Regions from separate parts of the Mus musculus genome. Here region 2 is linked to region 1. The links are chromatin contacts, called in public HiChIP or PLAC-seq maps. All regions are on one chromosome and are shown on one strand. Each heading gives the region's core, a stretch centred on a gene start, on an enhancer-like site or on the middle of the called end of the contact. The rest is flanking DNA. Distances are from core to core; before and after follow the strand shown.

Region 1 (3,211 bases), core at 355-2,854:
ACAGAACAGTAGGCCGTGGAAAGGGAAGGCACAGGGCCAACCCTGAAGCACGGAGGTGTTTTGCATGGAGGCTCTGTGATGCCCCACTGTGTGGAATGACTCGCCCTGGACTATGGGCCCCAGAGGATGGAGCGAACAGGGTTGTGGGGAGTTCGTTCGGTGCTTGTGCACCGGCCCTAAGGAACACACATCAGGTGGTGGCCTCAAGTGTTTGTATTTTGCCACAGCACTTCTGTGACCACTCAGAACATTCGCAGCATAGAAGCTCCGAAGGGCGGGGCTGTGGTGGAGGAGGGGGCACCTCTGCAACCTCAAAGAAGTCTGCCCTGTCCCCGCCTTAGAAGCCCTTGGGGGAGAGGTCTGATTTACACAGCTTTCTAGGACCGGAGGTGCTTTCCGGCTTTCAGGCCGGGCCGGGCTCCACCTCAGACACCCCGTCCCACTCAGATCCACAATATGAGGGAGAGGCCTAGCTTTTGCATCACAAAAGTAGCCCCACCCTCCCCCTACTTGGGCAATCTGCCCACTGTAAAAGTTTCCTAATCCACATCTGCTTCCTTCTTTGGGCCGTGGCTAATTGCCCAATCACTGTATTTCCCCAACAGAACTCCGAGGGCTCCTGGGAATCCACATCCAGGAGTCTTGGGAAGATCGACTCTGGGAGATTGACCCTCTGTTTTTCTGTCTGCGTTTTACACTGCCCTGCCCCCATTGGACCCCGAGTCGTCTGGGTTCCCAAGCTGCCTGCTGCTGATGGATGGCATCTGGCAGTAAAGCCAGCAGCAGACAGAGTTTGAGGTGTGGGAAGAGCTATGACCTTTGAGTGTCTGTGTATCAGTCCCGTGTGACCCTGGAATGCTGCAGCCCCTCCGAGACTGTTTTCTCTGTACCATCTACACTGTCTGGATAGTTAGTTTCTGCTCTGAGATGTCTGGTTCTACACACTAGCAGGGAAAGAGGATGGTTTGTCTAGACCAGTCCTTCATTGATACTGAACATCACCAGGCGATGATGATGGGGCGTTCCCTAAATTGGGAAGGGGGCTTAGTTTCTCAGTGTGGATCACCTATGCACGCCCCTAGAGGTCACCCCAGGAGTGCTCTGGGGAAGGGTTCGCCAATTCAGCCTCAGGGCCCAGGGATTCTGAGTCCCTAAAGCGACTCCCAGGTATTCCAGGTTTTTTCTTTTTAACTTAAAAAAAAAAAAAGGTGTTTTTATAGGCTAGAGAGATGGCTCAGCGGTTATGATCACTGGCTCTTGTTCCAGAGGTCCTGAGCTCAATTCCCAGCAGCCATGTGGTGGCTCACAACCATCTGTAATAGGATCCGATGCCGTCCTCTGGTGTGTGCCCTCTTCTGGTGCGTCCGAGGAGAACCACAATGTACTCACATACATAAAATAAGTAAATATAAAGATATATTTTTAAAAAACAAGGTGTTTTTATTGGGGGCGAGGAAACACACATATGCAGTAGACACACAGAGAAAAACACTCTCTGCAAAGCAGAGGACGGATTCAGAAAGCTGAGATTCCCTATCCCAGGTCCTTAGCGAGGCCAAATAATGACTATGCAGTTCCTCTTCTACCCAGGGCCCAATTCTGAACTTCCTAGGCTTAGCTATTCTATTGCTGATCACTCTGGGTGCCCCAGAAGGCCTCAGACCCAAGGTGTCCTTGAGGTGGCGGTAGAGATCCCCTGTGTACATCTGCAAGTCAGAAAGCATCTGCCCCAGATGCCTGTCCTTTGGCTCTGGCACAGAAGGTCTTACTGAACACAGCAGGGCCTTGGGTGTTACATTTTGACACGAAGCCAGCTACGATGATAAGCCACAGGGTTTCCTTTCGCCCATTGCAAGGGTGGTGAACTCTTGCATATTTAAGGCACACCAGCCCAGAAGAGCTTCCAGGGACGAAGGACCTCACGTTCTGGTGGCCTGTAAATGTGACACCTCTGTGCCGTTTGGCTTGACTAAAGCCCCAAATGTTAGCATCCTATAAAGTCCCTTCCCTGTTAATCACTTGCAAAGGAAGGCAGCGGCGGTGTTCCTTTTGAAGAAAGCCGGATACAGAGTGGGGGTCTTATATTTCAGGGGCTCCTCATTAGGAGATGTGAGCTCCAGGATGGGATTAGATTTTGTTTTTCTGTTTTTCTGTGCTGGGGGATGGAACTCAGGACCTTTCGAATGCTAGGTGAGCGTCCAGACACTGAGCTACCCCCAGCCCCAGATGAGACATTTGAAGTCCTTCTGGGGCATTACCTAGTTTCCTTGGAAACAGAGGTGGGAGATAAGAGAAAAATGACTGAGAAGCAGGTCTGTGACCCTGGGACTTCCCTCTCTGGGGCCAGCTGCCTGGATTTCTATATTTCCTCTTACTTCAGCCTGCCTATCCTGTGACCCCTCCAAACTCTCTGTCATATATATCCAAATAGCCCTAACTTTGGCAGTCAATATCTGCCCTTAGACAGGTCATGTAACAGTTTTACGCCTCGGTGTCTTCATCTATTAAGTGGAAATAATAATGCAAACCTCCCTGTCTACCCCAGGGATAAAGAGTTAACAATGCCAGGCATGGTAGTACATGCCTAGAATCTCTGCACCAGGGAGGCTGAGGTAGGAGGACTTTGAGTTCAAGGCTAGCCTGGGCTACATAATGAGACCTTGTCACAAAACAAAACAAAGCCAACACACACACACACACACACACACACACACACACACACACCCCAAAACCACACACACATCTTGCATGCATGATTTATTATGATTAGGGACAGATTTTTTTTTCTTTTCTTTGACGTGGTAGAGATCAAAACCAAGGACTTGCAAATGCTGTACTAGAGACTTAGACCCTTAGCCTTATCAGAGTTATTTCTGCTCCTCTCTTTTTTTTTTTTTTTGGGTTTTTTTTTGAGACAGGGTTTCTCTGTATAGCCCTGGCTGTCCTGGAACTCACTCTGTAGACCAGGCTGGCCTCGAACTCAGAAATTCTGCCTCTGCCCCTCGAGTGCTGGGATTAAAGGCGTGCGCCACCCTGCCCGGCAGTTATGTTCCTCTTCTAAGTTCTGAGCCCACCCACTTACTACTATAAATCTTCTACATATATTAATATGTACGTGAGAATGTGTACATATGTGTGCTCGTGCATGCACTCGTGTGTGTGTGTGTGTGTGTGTGTGTGTGTGTGTGTGTGTGTGTTTGGGCTGTTACCC
Region 2 (3,399 bases), core at 3-2,502, 270 kb after region 1:
ACATCTAACAATGCCAGTCCTTGGGCCAAGCATATTCAAACCACCACACTATATCTTGGGTATTCTAAGTTTCTGGGCTAATATCCACTTATCAGTGAGTACATATCATTTGAGTTCTTTTGTGATTGGGTTACCTCACTCAGGATAATGCCCTCCAGGTCCAACCATTTGCCTAGGAATTTCATAAATTCATTCTTTTTATTTTTTTATTTTTTTGTTTTTTTGTTTTTTGAGACAGGGTTTCTCTGTATAGCCCTGGCTGTCCTGGAACTCACTTTGTAGACCAGGCTGGCCTCGAACTCAGAAATCCACCTGCCTCTGCCTCCCGAGTGCTGGGATTAAAGGCGTGCGCCACCACGCCCGGCAATTCATTCTTTTTAATAGCTGAGTAGTACTCCATTGTGTACCACCTATTTCTTAGCTGTTGAGGTGATTGATATACTTAAAACTGCCATTGGTCTTCTTTACTCATAGAGTCTAGCTGAGAGGTTTCACTGTTCTGTTTCAAAAAGCCAGAAGGAAAAATATGTACATGCATACATATGTATGTACACAGACAGACAGACAGACAGACAGACAGACAGACAGACAGACAGAGAGAAGGGGATGTCCTAGAACTTGAGTTACAGTTATGAGCTGCCATACAAGTGCTGGGAACTGAAACTTGGTCCTCCTCAAGGACAAGAAGTGCTCTTAAGCACTGAGCTATGTCTCCACCCCAAGATACTGGTTTGTAAAGCATTATTTTAGCCAGGCATAGTGGTTTACATCTTTAATCTCAGCATTTGAGAGGCTGAGAATCACAAATTAGTGCCATCCAGGACTACTTAGTAAGATCCATGGTTCCCAAGTTACAGCAAGATCCTATCTCAAAAATAAGAAAACAAGAGAGACAGAGAGAGAGCGTAGCACTTTAGGGGCAGGGCTAGGGTGTGGTCCTTACTGCTACCAGTGGGCAGCCTGAGGCACTGTTTAGTCTGGGCTGCTGTACCCTGTGGGGTGCATCCTCCCCTTTTCTATCCTCGTTTGCCTTTGTCGGCTTCTTGTTTTGGGTACATCGTGGTTACCTTACCCCCTGAATGTGATCCGTAGTTGAAATGGTTGGGGTGGATGCTTTTGTTTAAAAAAGATTTTATCACCAGATTGTCAGCTTTTATTTCAGGGGTTTTCCATTTCTCTCACACCTGCTCCAGTACCTTTCACTCAGCTTGCATTCAGGGAATCCTTAAATGGAAGTAAAGTTTTGGGGAAATGCTCCCATTGTTTTAGAGAAGGGTGGAGCGCATGCCTTGGATCTGATGGCCACGTTGCTCACCCAGTGGGATCTGGGCTCTACTACCTATTGTGAGATTTAGGGTGCACTTCTTACTTAGCCTCTCTGTACCTTGGGTTTTCATCTGATCATGGGCTCTCACTAAAACTTACCTCATGGGATTGCAGCAAGAACTAAGTGCTATGAAGTGCTTGAGTTTATCATCTATAGTAAACTCAAAATCTTCAAATTATCAGCGACAGCATTTAACCTGCACTGTACACTGTGTGTTTAATGAGCCTGACTGGTTATTCTGTTGGTAACTGAGTAAGGCTGAGTTTTGTCCATGCGCTGGAGTCATTTGTTAGTCAAGGTTGATCTTGATCAGATGATCAAGAACAAGGTTGATCCTTGCACATAAGATATATTTCTCTTTTTTGTTTATTTTCATTGTTTTTCAAGACAAGGTTTCAGTGTGTAGTCCTGGGTATCCTGGAACCCACTTTCAGGCTGGCCTTAAACTCATAGAGATCCACCTGCCTCTGCCTCCCAGGTGCTGGGATTGAAGGTATGCGCCACCATGCCTGGCTGTGTCTCATTTGTAAAAAATTATTTATTTTTATTTTTTATGTGCATTGGTGGTGTTCTTGTGTATGTGTCTGTGCAAGGGTGTTGAATCCCCTGGAACTGGAGTTATAGACAGTTGAGAGCTACCTTGTGGGTGCTAAGAATTGAACCCGAGTCCTCTGAAAGAGCAGCAGATGGTCTTAACCAGAGCCATCTCTCCAGGCCCTTTTGTTTTGTTTTATGTTTTTTGTTTTTCGAAACAGGGTTTCTCTGTGTAGCCCTGGCAGTCCTGGAACTCACTCTGTAGATCAGGCTGGCCTCGAACTCAGAAATCTGCCTGCCTCTGCCTCCCAAGTTCTAGGATTAAAGGCGTGCGCCACCATGCCCGGTTTTTTTCTTTTTCTTTTCTTTCTTTTCCTTCCTTCCTTCCTTGGTTTTGGTTTTGGTTTTGGTTTTGGTTTTGGTTTTGGTTTTTCCAGACAGGGTTTCCTGGAACTCACTCTGTAGACCAGGCTGGCCTCGAACTCAGAAATCCGCCTGCCTCTGCCTCCCAAGTTCTAGGATTAAAGGGGTGCGCCACCACCCCCCCAGCTTTTTTTTTTTTTTCTTTTTCTTTAAAAAAAAATTTTTTTTATGTGAATATACTGAAACTGTTTTCAGATAACACCAGAAGAGAGCATCAGATCCCATTAGAGATGGTTGTGAGCCACCATGTAGTTGCTGGGAATTGAACTCGGACCTCTGGAAGAACAGCCAGTGTTCTTAACTGCTGAGCCATCTCTCCAGCCCCCTTTATTTCATTTTTAACTGAGGTGATTTTTCTTGAGTATTTCCTGTCCTGATGTCACCTCAAGTGACAAGAAGGAGCAGTATCAATCCCGAAGTATTCAGCTTGGCAGTTGTAGTCTGTGGTAGTACAGAGAATGAGGGAGAAGACGCCTGGGTCTTATCCTCACAGCTCACAGACCAAGAACCGCTTGTACGCTAGGCCACATAGGAGCAGGATGGGCTGTGGAAGGAGACCTCACAACTGCACTGAGTTAAGGTCAGCTACCCAAAGAAGGTGCTTCAGAGGCCAGGCCAGCCATGAGTCACCATTAGTATTATTATTTATACCGAGTCTCTCTTAAACTCACAGAGATCTGCAAGCCTCTGCCTCCTGAGTGCTGAGAAAAGGGCATGTGCCTACTTTTTTTTGATTTTTCGAGACAGGGTTTCTCTGTGTAGCTCTGGCTGTTCTGGAACTCACTCTGTAGACCAGGCTGGCCTCAAACTCAGAGATCCACCTGCCTCTGCCTCCCAAGTGCTGGGATTAAAGGCTCGCTCATGCACATGAGTGCGGTGCCCGTGGAGGCCGGAGGCATTAACCCCCTGGAGTTCCAGTAGCTTCTGTGAGCCACCTACATGGTCCTCTGGAAGAGCAGTAAGTGCTCTTAACTGCTGAGCCATCTCTCAAGCCCCTATTTGTTTTTTAATGACAGCCACAAATTGGTTTTAAATTTTACTCTCCCCCTCTCATCTCCGTGTGTGTACTGTTTGAGTGAAAACGTTCGAGGCCGTCCTTCATCTGAGCACTCGTC

What was found. HiChIP or PLAC-seq counts read pairs in DNA pulled down with a chosen protein or histone mark.
Region 2: an H3K27ac HiChIP or PLAC-seq map of embryonic stem cells shows a contact between it and region 1, with 12 read pairs. The contact joins two enhancer-like sites. A contact is called at or near these places in 17 of 39 promoter capture datasets (the 3T3-L1 cell line, 3T3-L1-derived adipocytes, the C10 cell line and 11 more), 2 of 484 Hi-C or Micro-C datasets (embryonic stem cells and pre-B cells), 3 of 115 datasets of contacts at active chromatin or transcription factors (embryonic stem cells and large pre-B cells) and 3 of 9 other capture datasets (adipose tissue, embryonic stem cells and liver).

What each region holds. Positions count from the first base shown.
Region 1 is chr1:180,888,352-180,891,562 of GRCm38.p6, forward strand. No RefSeq gene overlaps it. Among named protein-coding and RNA genes, the nearest start is that of Lefty2, 3.2 kb to the right of the region's middle. Within about 2 kb of position 1,605, at least 26 of the 459 cell types and tissues checked have an H3K27ac peak or open chromatin away from gene starts, as enhancers often do. A contact at or near this core is called in embryonic stem cells, where this site is marked.
Region 2 is chr1:181,162,644-181,166,042 of GRCm38.p6, forward strand. All of the region lies in intron 4 of Cnih4 (cornichon family AMPA receptor auxiliary protein 4), which reads left to right. Among named protein-coding and RNA genes, the nearest start is that of Cnih4, 13 kb to the left of the region's middle. Within about 2 kb of position 1,253, at least 5 of the 459 cell types and tissues checked have an H3K27ac peak or open chromatin away from gene starts, as enhancers often do. A contact at or near this core is called in embryonic stem cells, where this site is marked.